Linked DNA regions of Zea mays: region 2 is linked to region 1. The links are chromatin contacts, called in public Hi-C maps. All regions are on one chromosome and are shown on one strand. Each heading gives the region's core, a stretch centred on a gene start, on an enhancer-like site or on the middle of the called end of the contact. The rest is flanking DNA. Distances are from core to core; before and after follow the strand shown. Region 1 holds the start of LOC100277434. Region 2 has its middle 78 kb from the start of LOC100279116.

What was found. Hi-C and Micro-C count contacts between places; a contact is called where the count stands out from the background.
Region 2: a contact with region 1 is called in a Hi-C map of leaf, with 4 times the contacts expected there. The contact joins the enhancer-like site here to the promoter of LOC100277434 in region 1. A contact is called at or near these places in 2 of 25 Hi-C or Micro-C datasets (ear and leaf).

Annotation. Positions count from the first base shown.
Region 1 is chr4:126,161,731-126,167,270 of Zm-B73-REFERENCE-NAM-5.0, forward strand. It overlaps LOC100277434, which reads right to left and starts at 2,392. Exons shown (of 1, transcript NM_001150995.2): 1 at 1,684-2,392. The coding sequence starts at 2,295. The coding sequence ends at 1,966.
Region 2 is chr4:126,241,152-126,246,957 of Zm-B73-REFERENCE-NAM-5.0, forward strand. No RefSeq gene overlaps it. Among protein-coding and RNA genes, the nearest start is that of LOC100279116, 78 kb to the right of the region's middle. Within about 2 kb of position 3,825, at least 17 of the 20 cell types and tissues checked have an H3K27ac peak or open chromatin away from gene starts, as enhancers often do. A contact at or near this core is called in ear and leaf, where this site is marked.

The sequences.
Region 1 (5,540 bases), core at 1,142-3,641:
TGAAGCCAAACACTAGGGTTGTTCCACTTGGCGGGCTCTCTACGACGGTGCGGACGGTCCGCAGCCTTGTGGCAGAAGCGGGTCTTCCCTGCGTGGAGTTGGACGATCCACCCCTGAGTCTGGATGGTCTACTCACGAGCGGGGATCACGACAATCACCTACAACACCTAGATCTCGCCCTCCAGGAGGGACCCCGACAGGGAGGAGAGATCCTAAGGTTTACCTTGGGGTCGGCAGGCCAACCAAGACGCCTCAACACAACGTAGAGTCGAAGAGAGGTGAATATAGAGATGGAAGACGACTAATTACTACTATTCTTAGGGCAAGAAAGTAGAAACATTGATTGGTTCTATTTTTGGTGCGCGCAATCGTCCGTACCCCTTCATATATATATAGGGAGAGGTCAGACCCATTCCTAGGCGTTATCTAATAGAATCCGCAGAATTAGAGGGATAAACACACATAGAAAAAGGGATTAATTCGTCTGATCTGATACAATCGCGGACCGTCCGCACTTAGAGGCGGACCATCTGCGACACGGGAGACAGCGCCGGACCGTCCGACGTCATAAGGTGGCACATATGGTGCTAAAAATAAGTATGTTATTAAATCTATTTTATAATAAAATTTATTTAGAGATATAAATATTACTAGTAATTCATAAAACATTAAATTTTAAAAAGTTTGATCATAATAAATATCGTAGCAATATTTATTTTAGAACGAAGGTGCCTTTTTTCTTTTCTATACTCCTATATAATTCTCCTATTTAAACTTTGCAAAAACTCACCCAACTAAATCACGCCCACGCCCATAACATTCACTAAATCCACCACACAAATTACAATTGGACTTAACACACTATCAAAACCCAATAATTCAGATCACTAGATAACCATCTCCTTTACTCACTAAAATTAAATAAACAATATTATTTGAATCATCCATCATCCTTCATCCTCCCATTCAGGACCTGCCCCCAGCATCCACCTCCCCCGTGTCCCTCTACTCTTTCCCACTACTCACATCACTGTCACCACGGACACTCTTTCCCACTACTCATATCAGGGTGACCATTATCAACCCTTATAAAGGATCATAGCGTTAGTACGGAGCATATGTTAGTTGGCTGAAATTGTTCAGCTCAGGTCCGGTGAAGGATTGACGTACCCTCCACGTTCATTAAAGGACAAATACACTTTCTCCATACAAAAATGTAACTATGGTATCTACTGATCAATTTAGATTAAGTTTAACTAAATTTATTATAAGTAGAATTAGTAACTGTCTCTGTAAAAATTAGTATTAAATATATTTTATTAATAATCTAATTATGTTTATTTTGTATTGTGATTTTATATTTTTTATATATATTTAGTTAAAATTTAAATTGTACCTATATAGACTAGACCGTGGGAGTACTACTACTTTTGACGTCACGCGACGTCTTTCGATTTGACGCACGTCGCTTCAGGTTCAGGACAATTGGCTGTCCTGTTTCTTGGTTGCTGGCTTCGTACGTTACACTACGTAGTCATCAGTTGTTTTGTTTCTTTCTCTCTTGACTGATGGACGCCGTAATTTCAGCAATCAATTTTATTTGGTTGTAAGCTATTCAAATTATCAATCAATCCTCCCACAGATTGTATCGATCGACGGTGAGTTCAGAAACGAAATTCCAGATGGAAAAGATTACTACTACTTATTTGCTTAACAAGACAAGAACAAGAACAGGAGACGAATAGAGAAGAAGAAAAGGATCAGTACAATTCGATATATGCATGCATCTGGATTCTAGACCAGGTGCTCCAGTACGTCTCCAGTTATGGGTGGCCTCATGGCTGGTTGTTGTTGTTACACCAAAGCTTTATGTCTTACCTTGCCGTACGTGGATCGATGGTCACCTGCTGCACGCCGGCGCAGCCTGAAATCGATCCATGCACGGCGGGCGCCGCCGACGCCGCCTCACCAGCACGGCCTTGTGCAGGACACGAACGGCGTGGCGAAGCACGGCTCCAGGCCGATCCACGGCGGACAGGTGGACGACGACGCGCCGGTGGGAGCCGGCGGGCCCGCGAGCGCCGCCATGTAGATCGCCGCCAGCCTGCGAGCCGCGCGCCGTAGCCACCTTGCCGTGAGCCAGCGCAGCCGGAGCCGCCGCAGGACTCCCCGACCGCGCCCGGCCCTCTCGCCGCCGAGCCGGGCGACCGGGAGCCTGCGGCGGCGCCGGCGTCCGAGCCCGCTCCAGCGCAACCGGCGGCCCGTCGGCTCGACGTTGCATGGGGCGCCCGGCATGCCCTTCTGGTCTGGTAGGCTCCTGTCCTGTCTGGCTGTCTCCCTCCGTCGTCCACTACCTGCTTCTCTTCCTCCTCGTCTATCCTCTTTGTCTTTTGGCTCGTCAGGTTGTGGCGTCGAGAGAGAGTGATATATATGAGGCCGCCCGCCGGTCGCTACCGCCCCGGCTGGACGGTGGAAACCTCCAAACGCACTTAAAACCTGTGGCGCCACGAAACTTGCATGGCCTAGCATGGTGACAGGTTTTATGGCAACGATTAATTCCCTTCTTACGATGGCATAATAAATATCTCTACAAATTCCTCTATTAATTATAGCTATCTATATCTACAACTCAAAGCAATTTTAAAGGATATCTTTATATATTAATTGTCAACACGAGATTGGCGTGTTAAAAAATATTCTAAAAAATAATATAATGTCACATCTGAATTTAATGGCAAACTCGGATACGTCTCAAATGTGTGTCAGGATTAAGTCTCACATATATGATGACTCATAATACAGAAATTAATGTCACATCTTTATTTTATAATATAAGTTCCACCATCATAGTTAACATGGAGACGACGTTGTAGACCTTTCTGAATTCATCGTAGCGTCATTCATGTTCCTCTAGCGATACATATTCTTTACCTGGTGTGATTATAGCAGGGTGGGCTCACATACGTTCATCGCTGAGCAAATGCGAGGAATAATGTGCATGAGCTCACTTACGGTGGGGGCTCATATGTAATGTAAGGCTTACCAAAAAATGGTGAAGACTGAGCATTGCTTTTAAATAAGTTTGTCAAAATTTTATTAGCATTTAATAAGTATAAATAGATACCAACCCAATTAAATAAGAGATCACAGTTAAAAATTCCCACAATGCAATGCATGGCACATTAAATTTAATCTCATAAGTTACTCTTGTGAGGGTCCAAGTCGCTCATAGCCGTGAGCATGGCTAATATACTAGTTTTACACTCTATAGAAGTTGCATATCTTTACCTACAAGCCGTGTTACCCATTTGCCAAAGGGTCTCGAATCTCATTCATCTCTACTAATTAAGGAGACGATGCAGGGTAGCACTACGAGGCCTTTTCAAAGTTCCACTAGTTTGAGAAAACCCGCTACGGTGTGAGAGCACCTAGAGGGGGTGAATATGTGATCCTGGGAAAATCAACTCTAAACAACACAAACTTGGTTTATAATGAGTGTTAGTGAAAACAAAAACCAAGTTGTTATGAATAGAGATGGAGAGAGAGGATCTCTTCACTTGATTGCTCCTTTTAAATATGTATCACAATTAGGAGCAATAATACAAGTGAATATGAGAACCCAAGAAGAGAACAATCGCAATAAAGTAGATGCACAAGAGATATGGCGATTTTATCCCGTGGTTCGGCCAATGTCTACTCCACGTTGCGGTGACCTTCTTTGGTCAAGGGTTGCACTCAACCCCTCTCAAGTGATCAAAAGATCAAACTTGAATACCACTGTTTTCTTCCTTATAACAAACCCCATTTGTGAGGAATCTCCGCAAGTTGGAGTCTCTCACGCCTTACACAAATGATCTTAATCAAAACACAAGAGTAAGGGGGGTAGCAACACAAAGAGCACAAGTGCAGCAACACCATGCACATAAGCAAAGAAGAGAGCGCAAGGATCAAGACGACAGAGTTTCTCTCAAGAAAACGCTCAGTTCTCTTCTAGAATAAGTCGAAAGCCTGATCATGTTGAATCAGAGCATCGGTGTGCTCTTGGTATGTATGGGTACCAGGTAGAGACGCCTAGGGGCCCTTTTTATAGCCCCAAGGGCTAAAGGACCTGTTGCTTCTTTGTTTGGAAGGCCCTGGTTGCCTTCTGTCTGCGGGTGCACCGGACTATTCGGTGCACACCAGAAACTAAACAGTCATCGATTCCCTTCCTTTCCTGGCGAAGCCAATCGTTGCCAGTCGTTGGTCACATGGCACACCGGACAGTCCGGTGGCATACCAGACAGTCCAGTGCGACTTAGTAATCGTTGGCTCGGTGCGACTTAGTAGTTTTGCAGTAAGAGACTTTTGACCAAAAGACAAGTATTAATACAATATTTTTTAAAATTCAAAAGTGGTAGTTGATCTAGTTGATTTGGCCTTTAATTTCTCCCCCTTTGGCATTAAGCACCAAAATGGAGAAAATAGTGGCCTTTAAACCGCATCGCCTCACCAAAAAATGTGAATTAAAAGCAAGAAGGCAATGAACACCAAGGGCAACTTGAACATGATACTATTTTGCAGTGGAAGCCTTTTCTGTTGTTCAAGTCCACCATTTTCCTTTCTATTCACCTTTGAGACTACACCAAAATCACTTAAGCAAACATGTTAGTCTCAAAGGGCCATGTTGTAATATGTCCTCCCCTAAACATATGCATCATTTGCATAAGGACTTGTGAGATACAGAGATGATGTTTTACAACTTGAACACCACAAATACATAATTAAACTTATAATTACATGATCAATACATAAAAACATATGTGCTATAGATCAATCCGAGTTACGCAAATCTAATACATTTAGCTCACTACGCAACTTACAAAATCTTTTCTCATCTAAAGTCTTGGTAAAGATATCGGCTAGCTGGTGATCGATGCTAATATGTCAAACATTGAGATCTCCCTTTTGCTGGTGATCTCTTAGAAAGTGATGTTGGATGTCTATGTGCTTAGTGCGGCTGTGTTCAACAAGATTATCCGTCAAACGGATTGCACTCTCATTATCACATAGGAGTGAGACTTTGCTAAAATTGTAGCCAAAGTCCCAAAGAGTTTGCCTCATCCAAAGTAGTTGCGTACAACACTGGCCTAAGGCAACATACTCGGCCTTGGCAGTGGATAGGGCAACAGAAGTTTGTTTCTTTGAAATCCAAGACACCAGGGACCTTCCCAGAAACTAACAAGTCCCAGATGTACTCTTCCTATCAACCTTGCACCCGACATAATCAGAGTTTGAATATCCAATCAAGTCAAAGGTAGACCCCTTATGATACTAGAGCCTGATGTAAGGCGTATGAACTAAATATCTAAGGATAGGCTTCACAGCCACAAGGTGACATTCCTTGGGATCAGATTAAAATCTAGCACATATGCAAACTGAAAGCATAATGTCTGGTCTACTTGCACAAAGATAAAGCAAGGATCCTATCAAAGGCCGGTATACCTTTTGATCTACGGACTTACCTCCCACGTTGAGGTCCAAGTGTCCATCTGTTCCCATTG
Region 2 (5,806 bases), core at 2,575-5,074, 81 kb after region 1:
AGCTGAATAGGTCACTGTACCATCCGTCCGTACCTTTGGTTGACGCAGATTGTGGCGAAGTCTGGTGCCATATGGATGAGCATGGCCTGTGTTAGCATCAGATGGCGTAGATGATGGAACCAGATCATCCTCTATACGTGGAGATGTAGCTGGTGCATGCATGTTCTCATGGTCCACGTTGGCTGTTGCATGGGGTACACGTTCTGGTGGAGTTTGGCCTGCCAGCTGTTGAGGAGGAATATTAGGATGAAGCACGTATGTTGGCAGAGACTCCAAGGCCACCGACCCAGCGGGTTCTGCGGTTCCGGAGACGGATTCTGTTTGAACACCGGGTCCCGACATGGTTTTTAGAGACGTGTCAGCCATATCAGTAGAAGAATCGCCAGAATGTTCAGGAGAGCCTGTAACCAATTGCGATAGCCTTGGGTATGGTTCCTGTGCAGAAGGAAATATTACCGGACGTTCTGTTACTGGAGGGTTAGCAGGTACAGATAACACATGATCATTTCCAATAAAATTACCACCATTGCCCAAATGCAACATACGTAAATCATGCGATGGAGAGGATAGATTTGGCTGTGATTGTTGGGTCAATGTTTTTGAGAAAGGAAAAACACCCTCATCAAATATAACATCCCTAGAAATATAGACACGCCCTGAATCAATATCTAAACACTTGTATCCTTTATGTAAAGCACTATAGCCGATAAATACGCATTCCTTAGAGCGAAAAGAAAGTTTATGCTTATTATATGGATGCAAGTTTGGCCAGCATGCACAACCGAAAATACGCAACATAGAATAATTTGGAGTGGTACCAAAAAGACGTTCGATAGGAGTTTTGTTGTCAATGACCCTAAGTAGGCATTCGATTGATGAGGTAGGCTGCGGCGAGAAAAGCTTCATCCCAAAATTTGAGGGGCACGTGAGCGTGAGCAAGAAGAGCTAGACCAGTTTCAACTATGTGACGGTATTTGCGTTCTGCGGATCCATTTTGTTGATGGGTGTGAGGACATGACACACGATGAGCAATGCCAAGAGAGCGAAAAAAGGTATTGTGTATTTTCTGATATTCACCACCCCAATCAGATTGAATGCATTTAATCTTAGTGCCCAAAAGGCGTTCCACATGAGTTTGGAATTGTAAGAACACACTAGTAGCTTCAGAACGATCATGCATAAGATAGATCCAGAAAAATTTACTGAAATAATCAATGAAGCTAATATAGTATTTATAACCACCAACAGATGTTGGAGCGGGACCTCAAACATCTGAGAAAAGAAGTTCTAAAGGACAAGTAGAGCGATGAATAGAAGAATTATAAGGTAATTGATGACTCTTGGCAAGTTGACACGCATTACAAATTACGGACTCTAACTGTTTGGTACAAGTAATTTTATTAAGATGTAAAATAGAGTGGACAACTTGACTAGATGGGTGCCCCAACCGTGCATACCAGTCATCGCGACTGATTGGTCGACTTATGAGTGCATGCTTGAGGATCTGTTGATCAGAAAATGGGATTGGGTAGAGCCCGCCTTTACACCGCCCTTCCAGGAGTCTTCTCCTTGTCCGACGATCCTTAATTGAAAAATAGGACGGATGGAATTCAAAAAACACATCGTTTTCACGTGAAAATTTTTGGACGGAAAGAAGATTTTTGAGATATCTGGGACATGCAAAATGTTACGTAGTGCAAGTGGGCGATGATCGGAATTAATTGTAGAATGACCAGTGTGTAAAATCTGCAAACCTGCACCATTGCCGACCTGGACTTGCTCACCACCGTGATAGCGTTCACGCAGCGCCAGTCGGTCAAGATCGCTGGTGATGTGATCTGTGGCACCTGTGTCGACATACCAGTTTGGATCAATTGTGTACGAGGAGGTGTGCGCCACAGCCGTCGATGGAGGATCAGTGTTGTAGCTGTCGTCGTTTTTGTGCCAGCAACGAATGGCTGTATGTGGGCAGGGAAGAAGAAGTATCGGTCATGGTGATCTGGGGAGAGAAAGACATAAGAGAAGATGTGATGGATGAGTTTGGCGTCTACTGGATCAATGGTTCCAATACCATGTTGAATGGCGCAAGGCACATCTACCCCCATGGGGCTGTGCATGTATTTATAGATCAAAAGATACATGCAGATATGTACAAGCAAGGCAACAACCTGCCGAGAATGGAGGCGCAGCTCCAGCCAAAAATAATGGGATATGCTAACAGAATAACAAGGTATCCTAACAAGAATCACCTCTTACCCTATATTTTCAGTTTTTTTTGTCATTCATGTTACAAGTTCGTCACACATTTTTTATAAAATATATAAGTGACAGCTTTTCTACAAAATATATAAGTGACAGCTGTTTCAACCAAATAAATGTTAGTTTTTTCACAATTGTGAGCTCACAATAGGTTCCTCAAAACTACAATCAGATTTTAAAAATCTATAGCTGAACCAAATAGATCCATGCATATACTCTCCTCATTCTAATTTATAACCTTTGTTACAAAGTTTAACCGGCTTGTCATTATTCAAATTGTGCTTGGCTGCCGGTGGCTCAGCTCCTTGGCTGGGACTTGGGTGCAGGGCGCTGCTTGTTTCTTCATCTACGGCCGGAGCGAGTTGCACCGGCTTAATTAGTGCGACCGGTCGGCGCATCCAGACGCTGTACCGCGCGGGGCAGGAGTGTGGTTGGTAGGTGAAACATGGGAGCAGACCTGCTTGTTTCTTCACCTAATTGCTTACTGCTACACCACAAGCGCGCATTATCTAGACCAAAGTTGCCGTCTCTCCAACAAAAGGTTGATGCAGACACTAGCAAGCCCTGAAATCCGTACGTTCTCCGACAGACGTGAATTTGTAACAACCCCTGAATTCATCCCATCCCATTTCATTCCAGCAAGTCATATACATGCATATATGATCATGCCGGATTGCGTCCGCGTATAGGCATATAGCCAAACCTGGCCAGCAGCCAGCGAACACAGCACCCATGCAAAAGAGACGATCAATGCAAGGGCCGGGAACCAGACACCAACACCACCCTATGCTTCTGCCCGGTTTGTCAACGGCAAGCAACTGCGACATGGCCACGGGCTCCAATCTCTGGTGGTGGTAACGATCTGCCTGTCCCTTTCGGAATGGATGGATCGTGTCATGTCGTGTCCTTACGCGCCGAACCTTCACCAGCAGAACCATTGTGTGGCTGACTCCTTGGCGCCATGACTACTATTGGATCAGTGCACCGGTGCTGCCTCAAATTCAGACATGCATGCCTGCACCCCTTGTCGGTATTCCCTGAACGCGGCAGAGCGCTCCAAAGTAGTGGACCAAGACACGTATGAACTGGAAGTCTAGAGACGTGCAAGATATCCGGGTGTAAATGGTATGGATGTTATTGGTCTGTGTTCGAGTTCGATTCGTCTAGAAAAAAACTGGAATCCAATTCGTTTTCGAGTCTGGCTATTCTGTATCCGTATCCAGTTTATATCGGTATATTCAAAGTTGAATGTCAATTCTAATTTGTATCTGACACAACTCGATAATATTTGTATGTATCCTCGGATCTGAATCAAACGAGAAAATATCAAAACAAGTATGATACGAGCAACGCCACCACCGTGCGTCAGGCAGGCGACATGTTCCGTCTCCTTCTAATCGAAATTAGATACTGGACTTCTTGACCCATGGGCCGCGTCTCTTGGGCCTTCCGTGTCACGTGCTGCCAGCAGCCACTAGTTTTTTTCCCTTGTATGATATATATACAAAGAGTACTCGTCGGTGTCGTAGTCGTAGGTAGGGTATGCCGGACCCGGACATTTCGCTTTGCCTGTGCCCACTGGACTGGACTGAAGGGTGTTCAAAGTACAGAATCCAACTATACATGGGCCAGTGCAAACCGTACCAATCGACCTGTGATACCAGCCCATATCAAAACCGACCGGGTAAGCCAAGTCTGATGACTGATGAGTTTGTCTGGACAGTGGACACGGTTCCAAGTCACTACATCTTGGCCGGCGGGGCCTCTTTGGCACGTTTATTTCATAACTTTTTCACAAATTTAAGAAGAATCTGTACTAAAAATTAAACGTTTTCACAACAGTTTATGGGTTCAGTTTTCTCTCAGAAGAACCTAAAAACAGACAGTAAGAGAATAAGCATAATCTGTTTTTCACCGTTTTACATAAGTTGTTTTCCCAACAAATAAAACTTGTGCCTTGACTAGGGCTGGATATCGAGCTGGCTCGACTCGGCTCGGTTCGACTCGAGTTGGCTCGTTATGATAACGAGTTAGCTCGACTCGACTCGTTATGATAACGAGCTGGAGAACCTGCTGAGCTCGGCTCGTTTGGTAACTCGGTCTGACTCGATTAACTCGTGAGCCAGCTCATTATCAAAGTTACCATAAGCCATCCGGTTCTTGAGCTTTCATGGAGGCGAGCCGACGACCGACGATGTGCAAGTAGGCGCCGGACAGCCGAACAGGGCGAGGGCCGAGGGCGCCGTCGGGGAAGACGGGCAGACTGCGAAGAACATGAGCGCCGCGCGGAGGGCAGACGGGCGGAGGTCGGAGGGCACACGCCGCACACCGGCGCGGTGGCGCTGCAGCCTGCTCTGCTCGGCTGCTCCACGGACAACGGCGGTCGGCGGCTCTAGGAGTCTAGGGTTTAGATTTTGGGAGAGAGAGGGAGAGACCGAGAGGGCAGCTCGCAGGGAGAAGCCAGAAGAAGCGGCATGCGGTGCGGGCGGCGTGCGGCCAAGCCAGTGAGCCACCGAGAGGCTAATTGGACTTTGGTGTGGCTGGTTGTGTGGGCCGCCCGTATGGCTGGGCTGAAGAACGGCGTGTCCTATGTGGGCCGTATCGTGTGGCTGGGCTGCTCCATATGGGTGGGCTAGGCCATTGCAGATTTGCACAACTCGTTTGGCTCGCGAGTAACTCACGAGCCAGCTCGAGTTTGACTCGTTAAGAACCGAGTTAATTTGTTAGCTCAGCTCGTGACTCATTTTAAACGAATCGAGCCGAGTCGAGTCACTAATGAGTCGAGTCGAGCGAGTTACCGTGTCACGAGTTTTTTGTCCAGCCCTAGCCTTGACCGGGCTGAAGGTATGGTTGTGCAGGTCCAACTTAGCCTGCATCAGTGGCTTGGTGTTGCCACTACTCCCTTTGTCTCAGTGTATAAGGCGTAAACACTTCTGATTTAAAAACCAATAAATATATTTAATTTTTCTATGCTACTGTATCGATGTACGTATATATAGAGAAAAAGTAGTTATATCTAGAAAAAAGTAGTTATGTCTTATATTTTAGGACGGAGGGTGTACTATCTAATTGATTTTACAACCTTATTTTATCATCTATTTTATCAAAATGGATGGTGATAATATATCATCATTAGTATAGAATAAAAAATATCAAACAACAACCTAAGGGAAAAATATCGGTGAAAAAATCGTATTCTACTATCGACTTTTTGTCCAAACTAGCAGTAAAAATGATTTTCATCATTGGTGTTAAGCACTAGATTTGGCACCTGGACGGTCCGCATGATAGCCCAGATGGTCCATGATTAGATTGATTCAGGCTAGAATGTTTATCTCTTGCGCGATTATCTTAACAAACCTCGCTGGAAACTGTTGGAGATCGCCTAGGAACGGGTTCAGACCTTCCCCTATATATGTATATGAAGTGGTACGACCGATCGTATGCACTAGGAGTAGAAGTAATTTAGCCTTAGTCATAGTTTCTTAATCTCAATCTTCATCTCTCTTTGGCTCAACATCGTTTTGAGGTGTCTTGGGTGTCCTGT